Regions from separate parts of the Sus scrofa genome. Here region 2 is linked to region 1. The links are chromatin contacts, called in public targeted proximity ligation maps. All regions are on one chromosome and are shown on one strand. The core of a region is the stretch at or near the end of the contact, and the rest is flanking DNA. Distances in the headings are between cores, read along the strand shown.

Region 1 (7,057 bases), core at 1,902-4,401:
GTTCTCCACTTTCAGTGGTCAAGCTCAGGCTCAGCAAGTGATGTAATTCATTACCACCCCTTATGGAGGGGAGAAGGGGTTAGGGTAAACAGCCTTCCATCTGCCCCCAATGGTCCTTATTGGGGGCTGATATTCATGCCCCTGTATAGGGCCCTCCCCTACTGAATGGGGCTGATCGTGCAACTAGTGGGTAATGTGGAAATGACGTATGGCACATCTTAGGCTAGTTCATAAAAAGCTTTGTGATTTCTACTCGCATGGATCACTCACCCTGCAGGAAGACAGCTGCCATGTTGTGAGGACACTCAGTCAGCCTTATGGAGAGGTCTGCGCGGTAAGAAGCCGAGGCTTCCTCTCAGCAGCCACCTTGTGAGGGATCCATCTTGGAAGTGGATCCTCCAGCCCCAGTCAAGCCTTCTGATGACTGTAGCCCCTGCCAATATCCAGACGGAAACCTCAAGAGAGACCCTGAGGGAGTTCCCTTGTGGCACAGTGGGTTAAGGATTCAGCATTGTCACTGTAGCAGCTTGGGTCTCTGCAGAGGCAAGGGTTCAATCCCTCACCTTGGAATTTTTGTATGCCATGGCACAGACAAAACAAAAAACAAAACGGAAAAACAAAAGAAAGAGAGAGACTCTGAGCCAGAACTATCCAGCTAATCACTCCCAGATTCCTGGTCCTCAAAAGCTGTGTAAAGTAATAAATGTTTATGGTCTTTATATTTGGGATAATTTGCTGTGTACTAAGAGATACATAATATTTTTTGTTGTGGAGGTGAAATTCACATGACATAAAATTAACCATTTTAAAGTGGACAATTCATTGACATTCACAAAGTTGTTCAAGCACCACTTCTATCCAGTTCTAAAGCATCACCTTATAAGGAAACCCCATACCCATTAAGCAGTTATTCCCCATCTCCCCTTCCCTCAGCCCCTGGCAACCACCTGTGTATGAGAGTGCCCATTTCACCATATTCTCACCAACACTTGTTATTTTTTTATGCCCCCAGCTGTGTTAGTGGGTATGAGGTGCTATCTCATTGTGGTTTTTGTTTGCATTTCCCTATTGAAGAAATGGTACTTAAAATGTCAGCTATCTAGGAATGAATTTGACCTTTAGGAGGAAGGATGTTTTGAAGGGCTCCAGTCGTGAACTCATTAATTCACTCACTCCTTGAAGCATCATTCCTTGAGCACCTTCTACAGCACAGGCCCTGGGTGCAGCAGAGATCTCAAAGATGGCTAATACAACATCATTTCCCCAAAGAGCAAGTGAGATGTTTAATTTGTAATCTATTCTGACTGCAAGTAGTTTTAAAGACGATGTGAGGAAGTGTTAGGAGACTTACCCTCACTCTAAGGAAGGCAGATAGAAGGCTTGCGTGGGAGCCAGAGCCAAGATCCTGAGGGTTCATGAAACAGGTTGTCAAATTCATGACTACGTCCAGGGCTAGACCTTCCCAGGCTGAATGAATGAGGTCTTGCTCGTGGTACCCATGTCAGGTCTCTACCACTTGTCAGTAAGTTCAGGCTCACCTGGACTGGACTGGCTTTTCTTCTCATGGAGGCAAGCCCAGTGGGCAATACACATGCTTGGTTTGGAGTGGTTCAGAGCTGGGGAGTCTATGCGAGAGAGGGTTAGCTTTTTTTTGTCATCAACTCCCAGTTCCAAATGCTGATCTAGGGGTTTGGTCAGACTTCATTCATCTGACTTCTGGCATCAACACGGTCTCTACCTACTCCCAGAATGGCCCCTGCCTGGTCTGATGCTGCCATACTCCTGTCCATTCCTTTAGCTTAGATAGATTTAGAAATGTAATATCTGCTCACCCTGAACTTGAACCTGGCATTTGACTGGATTATAATCATACCAGATCTTAATTTGTCCCCTCTCCCCTCTGGCTAGAGTGCATAGGTCCTACACGCCTGCTCAGTATCTTTTATGATGTAACCAGCTTCTGTTTACTGGGTTTGTTTTTCTTGCCTTTCAAATTGATTCAATTCATTTCATTTTAACAAATATATTTGAACACCTACATGCACTAGGCACTGTCATAGTACTGAGCAGACAGAAATGAACAAGTTAGACATTGTCCTTGACCTCATAGAGCTGACTGCCTAGTGGATGGTATGGCATTGAACATACCCATCCATTCATTCAATTGATCATTTATCCAACAAATACTTATTGTTTCCACTGGGTGTTAGACATCATTTTAGGTGCTAGGAATACAGTGGTAAGCTAGAAACAACCAGTCTTTGTTTGATGATAAGACGCTCACATTTATGGAGATAGGAATTTGGTACATAAACTTGTCTGTCATCTACTCCTCCCCCATGACTAGGCTTGTTGAAATTATTCCTTTGATATGCATCTTAACTACCTAGGGCTGCTATCCTGTTTTCCTCCACCCCAGAATCCCCTCAGGGTGCACCACTGTTTGGCTGCAGTGGCTGCAGTGGCTGCTGGCTTGATAGCCACATCATCCTTTGTCCATTGAAATGGCAGGTGTCATTCTTTGTCCACAGCAGCTAAAGTCCACCTCTGCGTTGGTTCCAGAAAGCAGTTCTTCACTCCCACTTATGCACGTCTCTCTAGCTCTTATAAATGTTTCTTCCCTATATCATCCATTTTTTGCTTCTCTTCTGGACTATTCCTATAAGCAAAAATACACTCTGTTATACCTCCCACATTCAAACAAAATAAAATGACAGAAACTGTAAAAAAAAAAAAAAAAAAGAGAGAGAGAGAAAGAAATGACTCTCTTGCAATCACCTCCCACTCCTAGAGAAAAGTCCTAGTCCTTTTCTCTCCTCCCTTTTAGAACAAAATGCCTTGAAAAAGAGGTCCATGCTGCTTCTGCCTACTTCCATGAGCCCCTCTCATCAGGCTTAGCCCCAAAGGCATTACCTAATGACCTTGACAAACCGAAGACAAAGGTCTGAGTCCTCCTCTTACTCAACAAACCAGCAGATCTGACCTGGTTGAGCCCCCTATTTCCCCTCCATGGGCCTGGCTTTGTTCCATGATTTCCAACCATCCTTCTCGCTTTCAGTTCCCCAACATTTTGAGGACAGTCCTAGACTTAGTCCTTGGACCTTTCCTCTTTTCTGTGTATATTTAGCTCACTTAGTCATTCCAACCACAGTGGTATGGTTTTAAAGAGTCTCTACTCTAATAACTTCCCAGTGTGTGTCCAGCCCAACTCTCTCTCTCTCTCCCTCCCTCTCTCTCTCTCTCGACCTCCAGACTCTAATTCTGCTTGATTAATATCTGATCATCTAGAGGTCAACATGTTCCTAACTGCACTTCAGTTGTTCTGTCCCCACAAACCTTCTGCCTACGGCCTTTCCCGTCTCAGCAAATGGAACCACCATACTTCTACTCGCTAAGGTCAATGTCATTGGAACCATCCTGACTCTTCCTTTCTTCTCACCATACTCAGTTTAGCAGAAAACCTTTCTAGCTCTACCTTCAATATATACACAGGATTAAAGAGCTTCTCATCAACACTGAAACTACTACCCTTGTTTAACCCACCCCAGAATCTTTGAAATTCTCCTAACAAGTGTTTGTCGGAGCATCCCTCTTCACTTCTAAGGCAGATCATGTTTTTCCCTTGTCAAAACTCAGCTGTAGCTTTCTATCTTGTTCAGTGTAAAAGCCACATGAGTTTCAGGAACCTCCTGGGCCCCACAGGGTCCAACCTCTGTTTCCTCTCTGCAGCTTCTCTCTTACCTCTCAACTCCAGCCACTTGGGTTTCTTACTATCTTTGCTCAGGGACTTTGAATGTTCTGTTGCATTTGTCTGGAACTTTTACCACAAGAAGTCTACTTTTGTTTCCTCATTTTTTTCCCCCTCTCTCTTTCTCTCTCTCTTTTTCTTTTTAGGGTTGCCCCTGTGGATTATGGAAGTTCCTGGGCCAGGGGCTGAATCAGAGTAGCAGCTGGGGCCTGTGCCACAGCCACAGCAATACCTGATCTGAGCTGCATCTGTGACCTATGCTGCAGTTTGAAGCAACTCCAAATCCTTAACCCACTGAGCAAGGCCAGAGATCAAACCTGCATCTTCGTGGAAACAATGCTGAGTCCTTAACCTGCTGAGCGCACAACAGGAACTCCTGCTTCCTCATCTTTTGAGGTCAAGATGTAACCTCCATCGGACCTTCCCTGGACACTCTGCCTAAGACTGCAGACTCCACCCCTGACATTCTCTGTCCCCCTTGTTTTCTCTTTCTCTGTTACACAGATCACACTATATAGTCTGCCTATAAAAATCATGCCATTTCTTCTACTAGGATGTAAGCTCTTTGAAGCTAGGGACTCCTGTCTGCTTTGTTTACTGCTTTATCCCCTGCCCATAACACAATGCATAACATCTATGTCCTCAAGAATTGATGTGAATGAAGCAGTAACTCATTACCATAAGGGCCCTCAACCAAAAAAGAGTGTCTCTGGAGAGAAGAGCAATGAGGACCCAGTGCAGATGCAAGGGGAGTGGTGGGGGAGGGGTCAGTCTTTGCTGAAAAGGGACTTTGGGGCTATGACCTTCCCGAAGCATGGGTGTGGCCAGTTGTAGGAGAGCGGGGTTGGGTGGGGAGGCAGCCTGACCCACTGGTCTGCTGGGGACAAAGAGGTTTCTTCAGTGTTAAAAGGAAAGTGCCAGGCAAACCAGGATGCGGGGTCACTCTAGAAGAGGGAAGAGAGAGTGTCCCCAGCAGAAGCTGGGACAAGCGCCAACGCTCTGTAGGAAAGGTGGCAGTGGCCAGATGGGGTGAGCCGTGGAGCCTGGGCCTGGATGTTTTCTATTGTCTGAGTGATGGGAAGCTACCAGAATGCCTCTCTTTTTTTTTTTTTAAGTTTGTGGGGGTTTTGCCATTTAAAAAAATTACAGTTGATTTACAATGTTGTGCTGATTTCTGCTGTATAGCAAAGTGACCAAATCATGTATATATGTACATATGTCTATATATATATATATATATATATTCTTTTTCTCATATTATCTTCCATCATGGTCTATTTCCAAGAGACTGGATATACTTCCCTGTGCTATATATTCACTAGGAATATTTTCTAATTCTCTGTGAAGAATGAACTGGAGGCCAGTAGGAGTGAATGTGAAGAAACGTTATTTCCCGGTAATAGGTGTTCTTGAAAGGGTGTGGGTTGTATGAGCTTCATTCCAGGTTCATTCCAGGCCCTTGGGCCTTTAGGAGAGGGGCTGAGGGGGGCCAGGCTTGGGTTCTTGCTACGCTGCCTCTTGGGGTTGAACAGAGAGCGCAGATGGGGACCTACCTAATTTCAGCTCATACAGGCACTTACTGTGAATTGCTAAGTGGGTGAGACCGGAGTGCTTTCCTGATAAAGAGAGAGCTTGTCAAGGGGGATTTCTGAGCCATTTTCTACATCAAATCAAGAGAGGTGCAAATCCCCAATCTAGATAAGAGAATAATGCAATTGCAGTCTTTGGCTTTAAACTGCACTGCAGATGAACCAACTGTCAAGGGCCCCAGCTGCCAGCGGACAGGCCTGGATGAGGAAGAATGCCAAGCACGCAGGGCTGGGACCTTGGACGTTCCAGGCCCGACTCCCCGCCCTGGACACAAGAGCAGTCCCCATGTGCTCCTGGATGGCCTGGTGTTTTACCACCAACTGTCATCATATCCAGGGAGCAGGAGGAAACCCATCCTGGACCAGGTTGTAGGGTAGGGTCTTCTGCCCCAGACTCTTTAAGGAAAAGACTATGATTTACGAAAAAGATATTGGTGAGCTCCCATTATGGTTCAGCCAGCCGGTTATGAACCCAACTGGTATCCATGAGGATGCAGGTTTGATCCCTGGCTCTGCTCAGTGGGCTAAGGATCTGGTGTTGCCCTGAGCTATGGTGTGTGTCGCAGACGTGGCTTGGATCCTGTGTTGCTGCGGCTGTGGTGGAGGCCGGCAGCTGCAGCTCCATTTGACCTCTAGTCTGGGAACTTCCATAGGCTGCAGGCAGGCAGACAAGCATTCTAACAGTTTTGTCCTTTTACAAATAAATCTTTAAACAGGATGAGAACATTACTAACCATCTTGAAAATAAAGTTGACCCCAACACTCTCCCAAAACTATGATTTTTCTTGCATAATCTCTCTGGGTATTTCCCATGGGACGCTAAAAACACAAGTCCATAAATAAATGTGGGTGGTGTCCTAATTTTTTTATAATTATATATTTCGATTAATCATTTAAAAATGTTTAAAAAAAAAGGAGGGGGGAGTTCCCGTAGTGGCGCAGTGGTTAACGAATCCGTCTAGGAACCATGAGGTTGCAGGTTCGGTCCCTGGTCTTGCTCAGTGGGTTAACCATCTGGCGTTGCCATGAGCTGTGGTGTAGGTTGCAGACGTGGCTTGGATCCCAAGTTGCTGTGGCTCTAGCGTAGGCCAGTGGCTACAGCTCCGATTAGACCCCTAGTCTGGGAACCTCCATATGCAGCGGGAATGGCCCTAGAAAAGGCAAAAAGACAAAAAAAAAAAAAAAAAAAAAAAAGGAAGGGGAAGTGGAAGATACACAAATCCAAAATCCAAAAGGTATTTTATCCCCCTAATTATATGCATAAAGTTGCAATGACCGTCTTGGTATGAAAATATTTTTATTCTTTTGTATTATTTCTATAAGATAAACTCCCAGAAGTAGATGGAAATCAAAACGTTTGAAAAACTTTCTGATTCAGGATACACACTGCCAAATTGCTTTCCAAAGTATCCTGTTCATTTGCACCTTCCCCCCAATGTACTAGGGTATACATTTTATGGCAATAAATACTATTTTTTTAAGTTTAATGATTTTAGTATGGCATCACATCTTATCTTTGTTTTAGTTTTATTTCCTTGATTATGATGAGACGATTGACTATTTTCCCAAAAGATTTCTTTGTTTCTCTCTTCCTCCCTCCCTCCCTTTCTCTCTTTTCTCTTTCTTTCTTTCTAGTTCCCTGCTAGTTATAATTCTTGTATGAGCCTCAGCTTCTCTTCTGTAAAATGGGGTTTTAGCAGCAGTACATTGCTGGACTGTT
Region 2 (7,057 bases), core at 2,858-5,357, 130 kb after region 1:
AGCCGAGGGGCCCGTGCCCACCAGCGCCGACCCAGGGGCCCCACGCCCACGCCGGTCAGGCAGCTGGAGCTGCCCCCTTGTTCTGCAAAGCCAGAGATTGGCTGGAGCCTTCTGAAGAGGAAGTGGCCACAGCATCTGACAAAAGGTGCTTCCTTTTTCCTGCGTGGGAGTCAGTATCTGACGAGAGAGGGGAGAAAATAATGCCTCTGCTCTCAGGGTTCAGCGGCAGCCAGAAACTGCCCGGCTTCTTCCACAGAAGAGGAACTGCCTTGTTCCTGGACCTCACTGTCCCAGAGCTCCCTTCCCCCGCAGACCCCAGCCCCTCCACAGGGCCAGCGAGCAGGATGCGGACACTCCTGAATCTTCCCGCCCAGTGTCATCAAGTGCTGTCTGTCCCCTGCCCACTGAATGTTTACAGCCCTGTCTGCTGGACCCAGGGCCTCCTGTAACTGCTTTCCTACAAAGTCGGGTTGTCCCTCCCACTTGGCTGACAGCACTCAAGCATTTAAAAGGAATATGAATCTGCCAACAGGACACAGAAGCAGAATTTGAATCCAGACCCCCCCACCCCACTGCATAGTGTAGTTAGTTGGCTTTTGTTTTCACACAGGAGCTCTGCCTGCCATTGGATTAGGTCTGGGGGTCTGCAGCCTGTCTCCATGGTAACTCCCTCCCAGGATAACTTCTTCCTTTCCTCCCCTCCATAGCCATGGCTCAGCCTGCCTGTGGTCTGGTCCCCTGTGGTTCAACATGCACTGTGGGCCTCCCCTTCCTCCTTTCCCAGCCAGTTCAACTGTGTCCTTAAAACTGCATCAGAGCTCTGTGTCTCCTCGTGGCTGGAGGAAGTCTCCATTTTATAATCCCTTTATCCAGCTTTTTATCTGTCCCCACAACTCAGTTGAACCAAGCTAACTCCGCTCTTTCCCTATCTCAGGCCACCTGACCGAGACCAGTTCTTTTCTTGGCTCTTTGACCCTGAGTACATCATGCAACTTCTCTGAGCCCCAGTTTCTTCGCTTGTTAAACTGGGATTATCATAGCCCCTATTCTATGGAATGGCTGTGGACATTAAACAAGTTAGTCTATATAAACCACTTAGCACAGCCCCAGGTCCAAGGTGAGCAAATGTTAATTTATTATTTTTATCAACAGATGACTCTGCTTCCTACTGTGAAGATGATGGAGTTCATCTTTGAGAACCCCCTAAACTTCTCTCTTCATTTCAAAATGCTGCTCCATCATCGAGCTTTCTCTCCCCCTTCGTTCCTCTCTTTAATACATTGAATCAACAACTTCTCCCATTGCTTTTGATTCCTTTCTTTCTATCTTCTTCTAGGACTGCATTTTTCAACGTTTATATATTTTTGGCCACACCCACAACAAATGGAAGTTCCTAGGCTTCCATAAGTTGGAATCCAAAGTGCAGCTGCGACCTGCACTACAGCTGTGGCAATGCCACATCCTTAACCCACTGCACCCGGCCAGGGATCAAACCTGTGCCTCCACACCAACTCGAGCCACTGCATTTGGCTTCCTAACCTACTGCACCACAGAGGGAACTCCTTCAACTTTTATGTATACTCATGGCATGCTTTCAGATACTAGAATTTTATACAGCTGTACAGAGTCTGTCTTCCACTGACTCTAATTGTATCCAGAGTTATCACCCAATTTATATGTTTCATCCTGCATTGCTGTCTAAAGTGGAATCTGCTCTAACGGGGCTCCCTTGACCCTCCCAAGGGGTCTGTTATATACCCTCATTCCCAGATGCTAGCTTGTGGTCACCCCTCGCCTCCTACCAGGGACTAGAGAAGTCATACTGCCTTGTATACCAGGGTACAAGACACACTTGATCCAACCTCCTATTGGACAGACATCATAACAGTGCACATACTCCTTTACAGTAAAAAGGAACTTGACATCTTGATGACTATTTAGCAGCATGCTAGCAGAAAGATTGCTTTATACCGCTGTGTCATGGCACATCAGTTAAGAATTTTATCTTTGGTCTTGCATCTCAGTTCACTGCTATCTTCAAGGCCTTCCATCTATAACTCAAAACAGCCACTCTGGAACTGATCACTTACTCTAAGGCTGTTTAAATGATCCAAAGAAACCAGAAGAGGATTTGGGCAGGAATACAGTGGGGAGGAGGGAATCTGAAGAACTATACACAACTCTATGTCTCTCTAGGTCAGAGACTGTAACATCGGAAGACTAGTCTCTGTACTTGAAAGAGGGCAGAGAGTAGGCAGAGATGAAAAGAATAGTTCACATGCAGAATTTAGGAAGCAGATGGAAGACTGAAGGATTCTAGGAGATGCACGGGGATTCTCTGTTCCCCACCCCCATCTCAGTAGCCTTTGTGTGGCTCAGCCCAGTGTGACTTCTGTGACCACCAGCTGAAGCAACAACAGACTTGGGAAGGAGGGCTCCCCTCCTGGCAAGTGCATGATGAGGAGCCTTCCCATGGCTTCTAGGGTGAGGCCACCAAAGGCAGCCAGCCCAGGAAAAAAGAAAAGCAGATGGGTGCCAGCTGATAGCTCTGAGGACTCAGCATCCCCCCACACTCAGCCTACCCCCAGAGTCCCACAGCAGTCGTTCGGATTACTCTGGGAAATAGGAGAAACTGAAGGGCTCCAACAGCCTTGAAGAAATCAGGCCAGGGGAGCAGGAGCAAAAAAGCCAGTATAGACTGAAGAGAATTAATTCAGCACAGAAGAACTCAGCTGCTGGGATTTTAGTCTGCGATTAGCTATGGGAAAATGTTATGCTCTGTAGTGGCAAAAACAACAACAAAAACAAACATGCAAAACCCAAGACCGGCCCCTAGGAGCATCTGTGCATTGCAGAATGGCATGGCAAAGGCAGGAGTGGATGACAATCTTATGTTCGCAGACTTGGCCAAGAGGAGTCGATGTCCTTGTGACAAGTGAGCAACCACTTTGTCTGCACGCATGTGATCAAGGTCTGAGCTAATCATCTTTTACATTTCTGAGGTGGTACCATTCACCCACACATCCACCGTACACGATGTGATTACAGGCATGCTGCCTGAGGGAAGGCTTGGTACCAACTCTTAGTGCTGGAATCAGACTCGAACCCTGGGGAAATGACAGCTGGGTCTCTGCTGAGACAGTGATGAAACAGAGGATCCTCCTGCCCCATATCTGAGCCATCCCACCCCAGCCCTCAGCACTGCTCAGCAGCCAACCCAATTATGAGATGATTCAAACATCAGGAAAGAAAGTCTGGTGGGCCCCTGAGTCAGACTTGGTTTTGACTAACTTTCTTGATTAGTTCCTTTGAAAGGTCACTCTTCTCTGCGGGTGGGACTTGTCCCCGGATAAAGTAAACAAAGAAATCTGTCACTATTTATAGGGCTGATTTTTCATAATGAAAATCATAACCATGAGCTTTCTTGCGAGCCAGTCATCACACGTGGAGCGCACGCTTCCAGCCCTTTGGGGAGGAGCTGGGCTGGAGAGGAGGGCCGCGTGGGCAGACCAGCCAGACAAGGTGGGTAGTCAGAAGGCAGGCATTTAACATTTAGAGAACACTCTGGGGAAGGGGGGAACCCAGCCTTAATCTCATAGACAGAGGAAGAACAAGCCCCCTGCATTGTCCAGTGCTTGCTGTGACTGCCTGTGTGCATGAAAATGAATTAAATTAAATTCAGTGCCTCGGTCACACCAGCCACCTCTCAAGGGCTCACTAGCCCATGTGGCTCATGGCTACAGTAATAGACAACCCAGAGAGAGAGAATATTTCCATTTTCACAGAAATTTCTATTGGACAGCACTTTCAGGAAGCTGAGCATTACCATTACAAAGTGTGAGACAAAATGGGCATAAAGGTGGGGTGGTCTTTCATCAGAGGAATCAAGCTGGAGGGTCCAGAGAGGAGATGGCTTCAGGTGGCAGAGTGAGAAGTTCAACCTTGATCTGAGAGGGAATAGGGAGCCACCTCAGGTAGCGAAGCAAGAAAGGTCCGTGATCAAATAGAGACAGTTATGTCATTAAACAGTGCTGGCTACACTGTAGTGGCAAGTGAGAGAGGGCACTGTTAAAAAAAAAAAAAAAAAAAAGGAGATGTGGAGGAAGTGCCATATTCGCAGGAGTACTGTTTCTGCTGCTTTTTGCCACAAGTTAGAGCAGAGAAAACCAAAAGAGGATGTAGAAACAGTGAAGTCAGCTTGGGAGGCATTATCACTTACTTTCTTCATCTTCTCATTTTCTGACCCTCGGCACCCCCAAATAATCAATCACAAAATGTTCTGAAGTCTACTTCTGAGATATTTCTTCCATCTGCTCTCGACTCTGAATCTGTTTAGAGTCTGTCTGGGAGGCTCTGAATGTGTGGGTGAGATGATCATAGTTCAGTCAGGGCTGGAGACTACTGAAGGTATTTTCTCGATATGTCTCTCTGAGTAGCGCATTTGTTTAAATAAATCTGAAAAAGGAATAGAATTTACACCGTGTCCTCCAAGAAACCCTCTCTGGGGCTGTAGACTCATCTATCCAACTGCCTACAAGTACCTCCTTGGGCTTCTTAAGGTCACGTGTTGCTAGTTGAACTTACCCCCTCTGTCTCCCTACCTCTCTGCCTTGTGCCACAAACACACCCAAGCCTGCTTTTCTATAGTTTGTTATGAATGACATCTTCCCAGCCAATCAACATTCATCACAATCAATAGCTCTCTTTCTCTCTAATCCCTCCTCTCTACCCCCACCTGATTTGGGGTTCACCTATCCTCTCCCTGGATTTCTGCAATAATTCCCTGACCTGTCTCCCTCCTACTAGTTCCACCTCCAGTCCAGTGATGACATTGTTTATAACATGGTCCTTTCTTTTTTTTTGTCTTTTTGTGTTTTTCTAGGGCCACACTCATGGCATATGGAGGTTCCCAGGCTAGGGATCAAATCAGAGCTACAGCTGCCAGCCTGAGCCAGAGCCACAGCAATGCGGGATCTGAGCCGCGTCTGCGACCTACACCACAGCTCACAGCAACACCGGATCCTTAACCCGCTGAGCAAGGCCAGGGATCGAACCCACAACCTCATAGTTCCTAGTCAGATTCATTAATCACTGCGCCACGACGGGAACCCCATGACATGGTCCTTTTTGAAACACAAATCCGATCATGTTACTCTTCAACCTCAAAGCCTTTGAGGACCCTCCAACATCTTCATCCTAAAAGATGAAGGCTAAACCCCCTACCGTGGGGTTCAGAATCCTTTACGATTTTCCTACTGCATTTCCTGTTTTTCCTCCCTACCCATCCTGCACTTCATCCATGACAATATGCTGTTCCCTTTACTGGAATACTATCCCCCATTCATCCCCGCCCAACCCCCAGCTCAACCTCTTGGAAAGTTCTTGTTCATCCTTTAAGACTCAACTTCAGGTCACACCTCCTATAAGAAGTCTTCTCAGCCCAGCCAGACTGAGTCACTCCCTGGGCTCTGTTCCCACTTAACTAGGGACACATGTCCTTCAAAGCACTTCTCATCCCTCCTGGTTCTTTTCTGACTCTACTTCTCTCTCCACTTGAAGTCTAAGAAGACAAGGGCTCTGCCTTCCTGCTTAGCTTTGTTCATCCCTACATCCGTAGCACCTGACACAGCGCCGACAAAGAGAAGGCAGGGTGAGGGAGCAGAAGGCACACAGGCAGCCTTGGGTGGATCAGGTTCTATCTCTGAGGGTCAGGTTCCTCCTCTGAGAAATTATGATAATAATATGTATCTCATGGGCTGGCCAGTCCATATGGATTAATAATGATAAATGGACAGGCTCCAGCCAGTGTCCACTTCTTAAAATATAGGTATTAAATGGAGGCTATTATCATTAGCACTAATATCATAGTATGGATTCAATTTCATGCCAACTGAGAGTAAAGAAAGAGGAGATGAAAGGAGGGAGAGAGAGGGAGGAAAGGAAAAAGGGAGGAGTAGCTGGAGAGGGTACAATGTTCCAGGTGTGAATCAAGAGGCCTGAATTAAAAGAGTGGCAGTGGAAAAGGAGAGTGTAGGAGAGGCAGGGATGAGGCAGATCACCAGCCCTCCACAGCTGGCCAAACAGAGGCATATATGAGGTCTGAGTTTGGAGTGGCTCAGGTGAGGGAGCCTTCTTCATCCATTCACTGGACACACATTGGTCAAGCACTTGACACACACTGGGAACAGTGACTGGATCTGGGACATACGATCAAGCAGATGCAACCCTGCCCCAGTGGCTCATAGGCATGGGAGACCCATCCATAGAGCTGAGCAGAAAGCAAAGAACATGGTGCGGTTGGAACAGTCCTGTACTGGGTGTGACGAAATATGAGGGTGGGCTGAGAGATTTCAACTTCCCCAGAGTTCTAGGTTTTTGACCGGTGAAGCCTGTGCATTTGTAATAGGGAAGAACAAATCTGACTTCATATTCGATCTGTTGCTGTTATTTTAACCTTACTCTAACCTTTGTGCTCTGTTGCCTGTGCTTAGTCCTGCTCTGCACCTTTGGTAAAGGAATATTTACTGTAGCTTGAAATATACAGGAGAGCCTGTCCTGACCTGACCACAGAAAAACAAGAACATCATGACCTGAGTGTGACCTGACCCTCACTGCGGACAGATACAAGAACAAAGGATCTGACACCACGAAATAGGCAATAACTAACCACGCCCCTCCCTCACCTTGCCTTTAAGAGGGCTTTGCTGAAAGCCTTCAAAGAGCTCAGGCTTTTTCAGGCATGAGCCACTCATCTCCTTGCATGTCCCTGCAATAAACCTTTCTCTGCTCCAAACTCCAACACTTTGGTATTGCTTGGCCTCACTGTGCATTGGGTGCACAGACTTGTGTTCGGTGGCAGGTTCAGAAAGAGGTTACGGGGGAAAGAGGAGGTGCAAATGAAAGTCAGGGCATGAGAATCTCTGATCTGCAAAGTAACAAAATAGACTGAGTCAAAGAAATCACAGAAAAGGCTGAGTCCAGAGGAGACTAGCATTGAGGGAGACATTTTTAACTGGAGGCCCTTAGATGCAGAACAAGGGTTACTGTTCTCCTCCAG

What was found.
Region 2: a targeted proximity ligation map of alveolar macrophages shows a contact between it and region 1. A contact is called at or near these places in 3 of 47 Hi-C or Micro-C datasets (alveolar macrophages, fetal skeletal muscle and retroperitoneal adipose tissue) and 2 of 2 datasets of targeted methods (alveolar macrophages and skeletal muscle).

What each region holds. Positions count from the first base shown.
Region 1 is chr3:73,477,175-73,484,231 of Sscrofa11.1, forward strand. No RefSeq gene overlaps it. Among named protein-coding and RNA genes, the nearest start is that of GKN3, 13 kb to the left of the region's middle.
Region 2 is chr3:73,607,719-73,614,775 of Sscrofa11.1, forward strand. All of the region lies in intron 1 of ARHGAP25 (rho GTPase-activating protein 25), which reads right to left. Among named protein-coding and RNA genes, the nearest start is that of ARHGAP25, 39 kb to the right of the region's middle.